2 separate regions of the Sus scrofa genome follow, and region 2 is linked to region 1. Evidence: chromatin contacts called from public HiChIP or PLAC-seq data. All regions are on one chromosome and are shown on one strand. Each heading gives the region's core, a stretch centred on a gene start, on an enhancer-like site or on the middle of the called end of the contact. The rest is flanking DNA. Distances are from core to core; before and after follow the strand shown.

What was found. HiChIP or PLAC-seq counts read pairs in DNA pulled down with a chosen protein or histone mark.
Region 2: an H3K27ac HiChIP or PLAC-seq map of skeletal muscle shows a contact between it and region 1. The contact joins two enhancer-like sites. A contact is called at or near these places in 14 of 47 Hi-C or Micro-C datasets (adipocytes, alveolar macrophages, embryonic fibroblasts and 8 more) and 1 of 2 datasets of contacts at active chromatin or transcription factors (skeletal muscle).

What each region holds. Positions count from the first base shown.
Region 1 is chr7:67,156,846-67,162,219 of Sscrofa11.1, reverse strand. All of the region lies in intron 6 of AKAP6 (A-kinase anchor protein 6), which reads left to right. Among named protein-coding and RNA genes, the nearest start is that of AKAP6, 300 kb to the left of the region's middle. Within about 2 kb of position 3,064, at least 10 of the 83 cell types and tissues checked have an H3K27ac peak or open chromatin away from gene starts, as enhancers often do. A contact at or near this core is called in fetal skeletal muscle and skeletal muscle, where this site is marked.
Region 2 is chr7:67,245,017-67,250,390 of Sscrofa11.1, reverse strand. The region is part of intron 4 of AKAP6 (A-kinase anchor protein 6); the gene reads left to right. Among named protein-coding and RNA genes, the nearest start is that of AKAP6, 210 kb to the left of the region's middle. Within about 2 kb of position 2,575, at least 15 of the 83 cell types and tissues checked have an H3K27ac peak or open chromatin away from gene starts, as enhancers often do. A contact at or near this core is called in fetal skeletal muscle and skeletal muscle, where this site is marked.

The DNA.
Region 1 (5,374 bases), core at 1,815-4,314:
ATAGTCTTCTTTATGCTATACACAATCTAAAATTTTGTTTTAAATTCTCGACTTAGAACTTGAGAATGATATGACAACGTAATTCTACGCTCTTTTTATTAAACACTACAATATTTGGCAAGTGTCAAGCGGAAAGTCCTACAATAGGAGAGCAGAGGACAGAAGACAAGTGTAGCCAGTCAGGTTCTCTCTCCCTGTTGATCTTGTACCGCAGTGCACCAGTGCTACATCTGTGTTCCCACCCACCAGAAGGAGAACATGGACAGCACCCAGCTTTCTTCTTACACACAGGACCTGGAAGTTGTACACATCACTTCTGTTCACATCCCATTGGCCCAGACTTTGTGGTATTTAATCACCCAACTTCAGAGGAGTTTGGGAAATGAGCCTTTAGGCTATGAACATTAGGGAGGGAGATATCTCTTAAACCAGTGGCTGGTTAGAATAGAGCTAGTTGAAGGGAAGGGGAATATAAAGTTAGAAAGGAAAGACCATAACATTGATGGACTTTGAATTCCAAGTGTTTGCATAGCACAGACACAAAATAAATACTCTGACGAATGCATGAATAAATGAATACTGACACGATTGAATGTATCATTCAGTTTGAACTTTTTCTTCTAGACCAGGAGTTACAAATTAAATGACTCTAAGAGGGGCAGACAGATAATATAAATGAGTTATATAGTCAGGGAACGAGAGGTTGAATAAACTGGAGGGTCATATCTAGAGGGCAGCCAGCTGCTCAGCTCCAAGTGGTTGTTGCATGAGAGTGTGGGCGTTGTGTGGCAAGATCTTGCAATTTTAAAAAGAAGTAGGAAATCAGGGTTTTTTATGTGATATCTCCTAATTTTTTAAATGCCTGGTCTGTTTATAACAGGCCAAATAAAACACATGATAAGTTAGATTTGGCTTTCAAGTTACTAATTTGCAGTCTCTTTGAAGAAAGAAATTACTTAAAATTTTTGGCCAAGATGGATGATAGTTTAAGGTTAATCTGGCTGTGGTGTGCTGGATACGGCTCTAGGAAAGTGTTTCTGGATTGTGGCTCCACATTATAATCACTGGGGAGCTTTGAAAAATTCCAACTTCAGGCTACACCCAGAGCTATTAAATCATACTCTCAAGGGGTGGGTATTTTTTAAAGTTCCTTCATGCAATTCTGATGTGCTGTCAAGGTTGGGAGCTAGTGCTTTCAGGCTAATTTTGAAGGTTATTGCACAAGCTTGCACATAGCATAAAAGGGTCTGAACTGTGGCTTTGGAAGCCAACCTAAGGAAATAAAGAGACAGAGGTGGGAGATGTCATAAAGTACAAATTTTGTAGGATTTTAAGACTAAGAGAGTGGAGGAAGGGGTCACAAGAGTTAAGATTTCAAGCTTAGGCTTGTGGGGCTAGGAAGTGTAAGGACTTTTAATAAATGGTTCCAAAGGACATGTGAAATTGAGATGTACAATGGATGAACAGGACAGAGGTAAATGTTATCTTATATGCAAATTATGTGGATAAATCCAAGTCGAGAATCCTAAATTAACATATAACATTTTTTTAAAAAAAAAAAGCTAAGAAAAAAGGATGATATTCTTTTGTGTATATTTTATTTGTTGCAATGGCCAGCAAAAACCTGTGAGTTAACATTACTAATGGATTTGTTGAGACAGTATGTCAAGGTCATTGCTCAAGGTTGTAGGAGAAGAACCACAGGGAGCCTAAGCAGATTGCTTCCTGGTTAACGCAGTAGGAATATTTCAGTCCTGCGTCAGTTTGGTTTCTGCAGAAATGTCTGGGTCTTAAGGCTTTATCAATGATGATGTAGCACCACCGTGCGGCTACTGCTAGTCACTGCATCTGGATTTTAGCTTCTGAAATGTATAATTCAGGTGCAGTTTTTTGTTTGGAGTTTTAGACATTAAGATGAAAATAGTTCTTTGCTATTTTCTTGGCATGAAAAAGCTATGATTAAATTACATTTTGTTGGCGTTCCCGTTGTGGTTCAGTGTTAACGAACCCAACTAGTATCCATGAGGATTGAGGGTTCAATCCCTGGCCTCGCTCAGTGGGTTAAGGATCTGGCATTGCTGCAGGGCAGCATAGGTTACAGATACAGCTTGGATAGGTGTTAGATGTGGCTGTGTTGTAGGCTGGCAGCTGCAGCTTCGATTCAACCCCTAGCCCGGGAACTTCCACATGCACAAGTGTGGCTGTAAAGAGAAAAACAAACAATAACAACAAACAAACTCTTGGCATTAATTACCACTTACAACATGTCAGGCAAGATGCTAATACGTTTATTTATATAACATATCATAGCATTTAATTCGCAAGGAAAAATCCCTCTTTGATGAAGACACTTGTTATATCCCCATTTTACCAATGAGGACAGAGATACATAGAGAAGTCAGTAATTTACTTAAGGGTATGAAACTTAAAGGCAGGAGCTCTGGGCTCAATTCACAGCCCTCCACTTTTAAATTATGAAAAACTGAATAAGTCGCAAAAATTTACTGTTTAAATCTCCTAGTCTTTAAAATGGGATATTAATTATATTTGTCACACCACTGCACAGATTATTATAATCACAAAGAGCAAAAGGTCATTATAAACTCCAAAGGCTACATAAATACTAGTTTTATCATTATTGTGACATTTCCTATGAATTCAGGAAATTAGCATCAACAATAGTAGAACTAGAATAAGCATCTTAATTCTGCACCTCTGTAGCATTGTGACCTTGGAAAGAGACGTAACTTCCCAAGCCTCAGTTTCGAAAAATAAACATTCGGAAATAATTGAATTGGGTGACCTCTAAGATACCTCTCAGTTCTGAAATTTTATGAGACAAAGAGGCAAAACTAAGGGATGCAGCTACTTCTCCATAAAAGATTCACTGGAATATATCCCTTCAACATGGAATTTCTTTCTGTTCCATGGAATTCTGGGTGAATTCCCCTTAGAAGACCCTAATGGTAAGCGAGTGTGAGGCTGTGACGTTCATGAGCCTGGCGCTCTGAACCTCTTCATGCCTCATTCCCAGCACTGAAAGATGAGAAGGGCCAGACATCCTAGAGGAATTTGGGGCCTGGCCAGAGTGTGTAAGATGCCAAGAGACCTGGGACAATGGTGACAGTAAACAAGTGAGTAACCCAGTAAGAATTAACTATGGATTAACCTGAATTTATAGCAAATAAGGTCAGCTAAATGAAGGAAACTGGAAACATTCATTTTGGCAGGTTGGCTGTTGTGATGTCTTAAAGTTAACTGTCAGCACTGCTGTTTGTGCTCTGTTCAGACAGCATGAGGGCAAATCGCTCCGAGAGTGTGGAACGTGTCAGGGTCACTCATGATGTCAGATCATGTCTTCAGCCACCTTCGCAACCCCCACCTGAAGTGGTTAATGCCACCCATATAAAGATGATTGGCCTGAGATTTGCATGGTGAATAAGCAACTTTACCCGAGAAAGGTGCTGCCTGTCAGCTCAGGCCCAGGAGCTTTCCATTTTTCAGACTGATGGGGTTCTGTGCATTTGTCACCTAGGTTGCCTTGCCCGTTTCCTCTCTTGCAAAAATAGGGTTAAAAGTAGAGGTCTTTTTGACGATTAAATGTGTTAAAATGTGTAAAGAGCTCAGAATAGTACCTGGAATGTGCTAAGCATTCGGTAAATGTTATCTCCTATGATCGTTATTGTTGTTATTACTACTCTGGGAGGGGAGGGGTCCGGCCTTAGCAGCTCTTTGCATGTAGATGGCTTTGGCCTTTAGGGATCAAATGCCATCACCCGGTTTTCTCCTCTTATCTTCAGCCTTCTTGGTCATTATGAAGCTTCAGCCTCCTACCCAACCCCACCCACAATGGTTAAGGCCACCACTCCTCCTTCCTAGGACCGGTGGCAGTCTCCCTAGATTCCTGCACCCCTCTTCTCTGTGAGACCCTGGGCCTTCTGCCTTGATGGATGAATCTTACGCCGTATTACAGATAATTCTCCTCTAATTGGCCCAATAATTTTAGTTAATGCACTTCTCTGACACCTTAGGAAGTTTATGCAGGGAAATTTATGCTATGAATGTGTGTTCAGATAAATACAAACAACCTTCTAGTTTATAATATTGTCACACAGCAACCTTATAAATATTACATATTTATTTATAATTTGTATTTATACATATTTATAATATTTATTTATAATTATGTACTTATAAATAATAATTCCCGCAGCACTCTTTAACCAGAGGGAAGGTCATTACACTGTATTATGGGAGGAAAACCCACAGGTTTAGAACTATCCCTCAGACCCCTGGCTGCTAAAGATGGAAAAAGTGAGAAAATGTGTTGGTAGCACTAGGTTGGGGTGATTGGCTGGGAGAAGAGTGTTAAGCTGGATCTTGTAGGATAGCTCTGGGGAGAGTGGGTAGGAAACATTGGGAAGATGTGAGGAAGTCACCAAAGACCAGCACCCTGTCTAACTGCGAGAGAACAGGTAAGTCATCCAAACATCTCTGACTTTGAGGAGGCTCTCGATGCAAAAACCACAGGTGTTTTAATGGTCAGAAAGGCATGAGGAATTGTCAAACTCAGCAACCTCATTTTACAACTAGAACGTGCTTCTGCTGAGAGGGCTTCTTCCTATTAGCACATCTGTGTCTCCTGGTTACACCAGATCTGCAAGCTTGTCACAAAGGGGCAGCAAGGACTTATTTTTTTTCCCCCCCGATCAACCTGAAAATGTTCCTCGTGCCCCTCAGATGTTGACTCCTAATCTTTGTATTCCTGAGGGACTTTGAGGCAGATTGCCCTTCTCTGAATTTGGTCTGTTTCACAGTTGATTTGGGGATACAGCTGGTATCAGGAACCACTGAGACAGACTCAATGAAGGACTGGGGTGAATAAAATTGAGTGCCTTGCACTGTGGGGCCTCAACCTGTAAAAGACACAGTGGCTCTGCCCCTATACACTGTTGCTAGGTCTCATCCACGCCTGTGGTCTCCAGTACTAGCTGTGTGCTGCTTTCTCTATCCAGCTCCGCATCTCAGAAACCAAACTCTAATAGCAGGCTTATCACATGCCTACAACTTACTTCTTCCTTCTAGATATATTATTGCTTCTTTCAAAGAATAGTATGTCCAACCAAAATTCAAAGTTGGCGGTCATCTCAGATTCTAACAAATTTCTGACATTTTTTATCCATCACATTCAACTGGTCTTGTCCATTTTAATTTCTGTCTCTCTCTGCAGTCGTGCGTGTTCCCTCTATGTCTGCTGTTGCCACCTCAGTCTAGCCCTCATCGAATTTTTCATAGAGTAGGGTAGCAGCCTTTTAACTGGCTTTTCCAATCTTAGCCTTACACCTGACAACTCACTCTTCATGCTGAGCCACGG
Region 2 (5,374 bases), core at 1,326-3,825, 89 kb before region 1:
GTGTGGTCTGTGGACTGGAAGCTTAGACAACACATGGTAACACTGCTGGGTATGCAGAATCTTCCCCCCTGCCCCAGACCTACTGAATCAGAGCCTGTAGCTTGACAAGATGCCCAGGTGACCCATATGCCCTTTAAAATTTGAGAAGCACTGTTTCAGAGACTTAACTCCTGCCTAACAGCATCCATGAAAGACTGTCAATCAAACCAAGACTAAGGACTTTCATTATAACTATGGATTTACAGTATTTCATTTTTTGATAAAAATTACGTGGTTTTCTTATCTGACTCATGACTTATTCCATATAAATTGTATCACTGCTGTTGTTGGGACTCACATCAATGACTGAACAAAGAAGGCACAGTTCTTTCCCGACCAGATCCATCAGCTTCATCTCTCGGGAAGCATAATGAGGGATCCATTTAAAGCAGCTGAGAAGAAAATTGCCAACTTTGTTGGGTATGCAAATGCTAGCAAAATATTTAAGTTTGCTGTGATAGAGAGACTCATAGTTTGAACAGGCAGCAGGAGGTGAGGCTTAGATAAGTCCTGACAATTGAGATAGAAAGGATTGCTTAGAGATTGCATTATTATTAAAATTGGAAATTTTAAAGCTTGATTTTTCTTAAGCCTTAATTTCATCTTATCTGTCTCTTTATCAATATATCTAGTAAGTTTATATAAAAATAAGAGAACTTTTTTGATTAATGTTCAGCTAGCTCCTAAATTTAACACATTAATATCATTCACAAGATTAGTTAAATTTACTAAAATATTTTAACCTTAGATGAGTACTATAAGCCTAAACCAATCCTTCTGTGCACTTAGACAAATTAGAAAAATGTAATAAATCGAATAATAAACTACATTTTTTAGACTAAACATTTAATCAAATTCTTTTTCTTTTTCTTTCTTTCTTTCTTTCTTTCTTTCTTTCTTTCTTTCTTTCTTTTTTTTTGTGCTTTTTAGGGCTGCACTCTCAGCATATGGAAGTTTTCAGGCTAAGGATCAAATTGGAGCTACAGCTGCTGGCCTACGCCACAGCCACAGCAATGCCAGATCTGAGCTGCATCTGCAACCTGCACTGCAACTCTTGGCTATGCTACGGCAGATCCTTAACCCACTGAGTGAGACCAGAGATGGAACCCTCAACCTCATGGATCCTAGTCTGCTTCATTAACCGCTGAGCCACAAAGGGAACTCCTAATCATATCTTAATTTTATTAAAATTACAGCCGGTATCTATTAAATATTTCAAATAAAAACTTTAAGACAATATTATATTTATGATTCTTTAAAACATTTCAAAAATTTTAAATAATAAACACATTATCTCCATAATTATTTGTACTAAATTTAGCACAAAGTGCAGTGGTGTATGTTATCATCTTATACTTATTTACACATTTTCCTAGTGTTTCATGGTCACACAACTAAAGGAGATAGAAGTTTATTGATCCATGATCAGTTCTTCAGTCCAGTTACAGACAGATAGATATAATAAAGTAACACATTGTGGTCCAGAGTGCAAAAGCTGGGTGTTACTTTGGAAACTATAGATTACCATGCTGAACCTTCTTATACATAGTTTAGGGAGTTCTCTTGTGGTGCAGCAGGTTAAGGATCTGGCATTGTCACTGCAGTGACTTGGGTTGCAGCCGTGGCATGGGTTTGATCCCTTGCCTGGGAACTTTCGCATACCATGGGCATGGCCAGAAAATATGCTTCTTACATCATTTATGTCTTCCCTGAAAGTGAGGCAATCTAAGCCCATGGCTATCAGCTGGGACTTAGTTTTACAATCCAGTGTATCACTTGTCCCTGAGGTTATTCTACCTTTATTCAATTTTTATTGTAAACTCTTTTAACATTGTCTTACCCAATACCACCTATCAGGGCTGCAGCTAATGTCCTCATTGAACAAATAGTGTTAATTGACATTTGCACCCCCATCCAGGGTATAAACAATCTTTATAGTTTCCTATCTGTATTATCTGCCTCCATTTTATAGTTGTTCTATTTATGTTGAGGTTTGGCTAAGATGAAATGAAACACTGGATCTTGCGTTGCTGGACTCTACTGAGTAAGCACATGTGTCATGCATTCTGGGTCATGACTTTTGCACTGGTGTAATTATTGTGAATAAACTAAGGGAAATAGTCTTTATGAGATTTCTTTCAGACTTCAATCTATAGAAGGCTAGTGGCTTGTTTCTTAAGAGAAACCAGAGGTTTGAGATGTATTTGTAGATTGAGTTCCTAGGAAGCAGATTCTGAGGCTCTGAGATTGTCATGCTGGAGGCTTATTGGGATGGACCATGGGGAAAACACCCGAGAGAGGTGATGGATGTCAAATCAAGCAGGAGGAAGAGTTGAACCACAGTGCAGCTGCAATAGACGCCTTAGTCACTTCTATGGGGAACTCCACAGAGCTGTGCCTACTCTTTCTCTGCCAGGCATTATACCTCCTCCCACTGAGCAGACATTGAATGTGGAAAGCGCCCAGGGAAGGGTGTGACCTTGGGTGAGGCAGCTGAGGGTAATTCCCAGAGAGGGTCTCAGCTGAGAGCAATAAGCAGCCAACACTCCTGGCAGCAGTGGGCTCAGTCAGAAGTGGTGGGAGAGTATAATGCTTCTCACAGCATTCACTGAAGTGTTTTTATTACTATTACTATTATTATTACTATTATTAGTAGTATTAAAGGGCTTGGCCCAGACAAGATCATGGTCTTTAGCCATGGCACTTAATTCTAGGAGAGGCAGTATAACAACAGGCTGATCTGTATAATGCAAATGAAAATGCCTCTCTTTACTGAGCAGCATTGTGGAGAGAGCATGAAAACATGGCAGTGATGTTGGCAGGGAAATGGCAACAAAGTTCTCTGAACCAACTGTCTCCTGCAGCTGTGAAAAGACACACAGCCTGGCTGCCAACTGTTGGGCTCATTGTGCTTTGGCTGAATCTCATTCCCTCTTATGTCAACTTGCAGTTCTGTGTTGAAGAAAATTGGTCTGGTCTGCCATCATCTCCATCTCTTAGCAACTGAGAGAGATTGAAACAACAGCTGGGTAATTTGATATTGGGAACTTAGAGGTCGTGAAATGGAATATAATGGCTCTTTGTATTAAAAGGAAAAAAGAGAGAAAATGATGTAATTCTAATGCTTAGAAATGTTTGGAATGCCATATGGGTTACAAAGAGTAAAAATCTAGTTTAAACTGGATTGGACTGTTCCTCTCTCAGAATGGTTAATGTGTCCAAAAGCTCTCCCAGATACCTATACTTGCTTAAATATAAGTTCTTATGGAATGTTGGAACTGTGATGTGGAAAGTAGTTTCTATGTTCCTCATTTATTTTCTTTTAGATTGACCTACTGCTTTCTGACCACAAGTTTTGAAACAATGTTTCCAATATAAAGTAGATAACAGCTTAGATTTATACTTTGTTTAGCTTTTTGTGGGCAATGGAATAGGGACCAGAAGTGAAGACAGAAGGTAAGGAGGAGTGGTTCTCAGAGGCAGTGATGTGCTAGAAGCCTGCTTTACAGGACACTCACAACAGGTAATAATGGAATTCTGAGTTTGAAAACTAGAAAATGAAAACCCAAGTGCAATTGTTGATAAGTTATTTTCCCTCTCCCCTGGGGTCAGTAAAGAGAGCATCTGGTTTTCAAATTAGTAAAGCTGAAAAATATAGTGTTTGCTCTCAAAATGAGTCAAATATCATACTCTAATGAAAATGCCAAAGCAGAAAGAGAGTGGGGGGTGGGGGGAGCTAAAAATGCCCAAATAGTGGGGAAAGCTGTTTTCTACTAACTTTCCTATAGGTTTACAATTCAAGCATTTTGCAATTGTTTAGTAAATCTGCCTGGACAAGGTTCCTTTGAAGGGATGTGTGGATTACAGGCAAGGGGACTGAAAATCTAGTGCCTTACATGGTAGGTAACTGCCTGGTCTTGTTTTTCAGAATAACTTGTTCATCCACCATACATGCAGCTTTCATCCCAGTGCAGTGGGCAGAAAGCCATTGTTTTCTTTGCATAGTTAGTGGTTTACTTCCTTGTCACCTTCTCATTCAGTTGCGTCATGGCCCTACTGCTGCTGTAGGTTGAGCAGCCTTGTCTTTTTCCATCAATACTAAGAGAATTTAATTTCTTTCATGTGAACTGGTTCCAGTTCCTCAACAAGTGTTTGGTTTTGTGATGACAACTTTGAAGAAGTGAGGTAAAAATTCATTGAGAAATACATCCTTTCTTCTCATCCATCTACTTCCTTACCTCCCAGCTCCCATTAGACCATATCCATCCAGTTTACATGTGAAGCAGAACCACATGAAACTGTTTTTTTGGTAGGTCAAAGGCAAATATAAGTAATTTCCTTTTTTTTTTTTTTTTGTCTTTCTGCCTTTTCCAAGGCCGCTCCTGCAGCATATGGAGGTTCCCAGGCTAGGGGTCTAATCAGAGCTGTAGCCACCAGCCTACACCACAGCCACAGCAATGTGAGATCCGAGCCACGTCTGCAACCTACACCACAGCTCATGGCAACGCCGGATCCTTAACCCACTGAGTGAGGCCAGGGATCAAACCCTCAACCTCATGGTTTCCTAGTCGGATTCGCTAACCACTGAGCCAGGACGGGAACTCCATAAATACAGGTAATTTCATGTGGTTCAACTTCTACATATACAAACAAGTTCTCTGATTGAAAATATGAGTGAGTCTGAATATTGTCTTTAGTATTCTCTGAGAAGAGAAAAAAAGATTTCAAGGTTAAAGACTGACTGACAAACTTATTTGTAACCAAACTAAATTCCAGATGGGGCTGGCTTGTAGTTTACAAACAGAAAAGAAATAGGTATTGCTTCTTTCAGGAAATAAGCACTTCTCCCTGAAGGAGATGAAGATTGAAGTTCTCTATGTGGGATATATTCCCAGTTCACTTGGTTTTGCATTTAGCTTAAAAATTTTGTTTGGGAGTTCCTCTTATGGCTCAGCAGAAACAAATCTGACTAGTATCCATGAGGACTGCAAGTTTGATCCCTGGCCTTGCTCAGTGGGTTAAGGATCCGGTGCTGCAGTGAGCTGTGGTGTAGGTCACAGATGCAGCTTGGATCTGGCCTTGCTGTGGCTGTGGTGTAGGCCAGCAGCTACAGCTCTGATTCGATCCTTAGCCTGGAGACCTCCATATGCTGCAGGTGTGGCCCTTAAAAAAAAATTCTGTTTGGTCTTTGCACTTCACTCATTTTCCATTATTGGTTCTGATTCCAAATCTCTGTGTTACATGTCTATAAATTTGTTTATATGCTCTTAGATTTGGAAGATAGGAAGTATATTGATTTTTTTTCCCCATTCATTTGGGAAAAAAGTGTGCATTT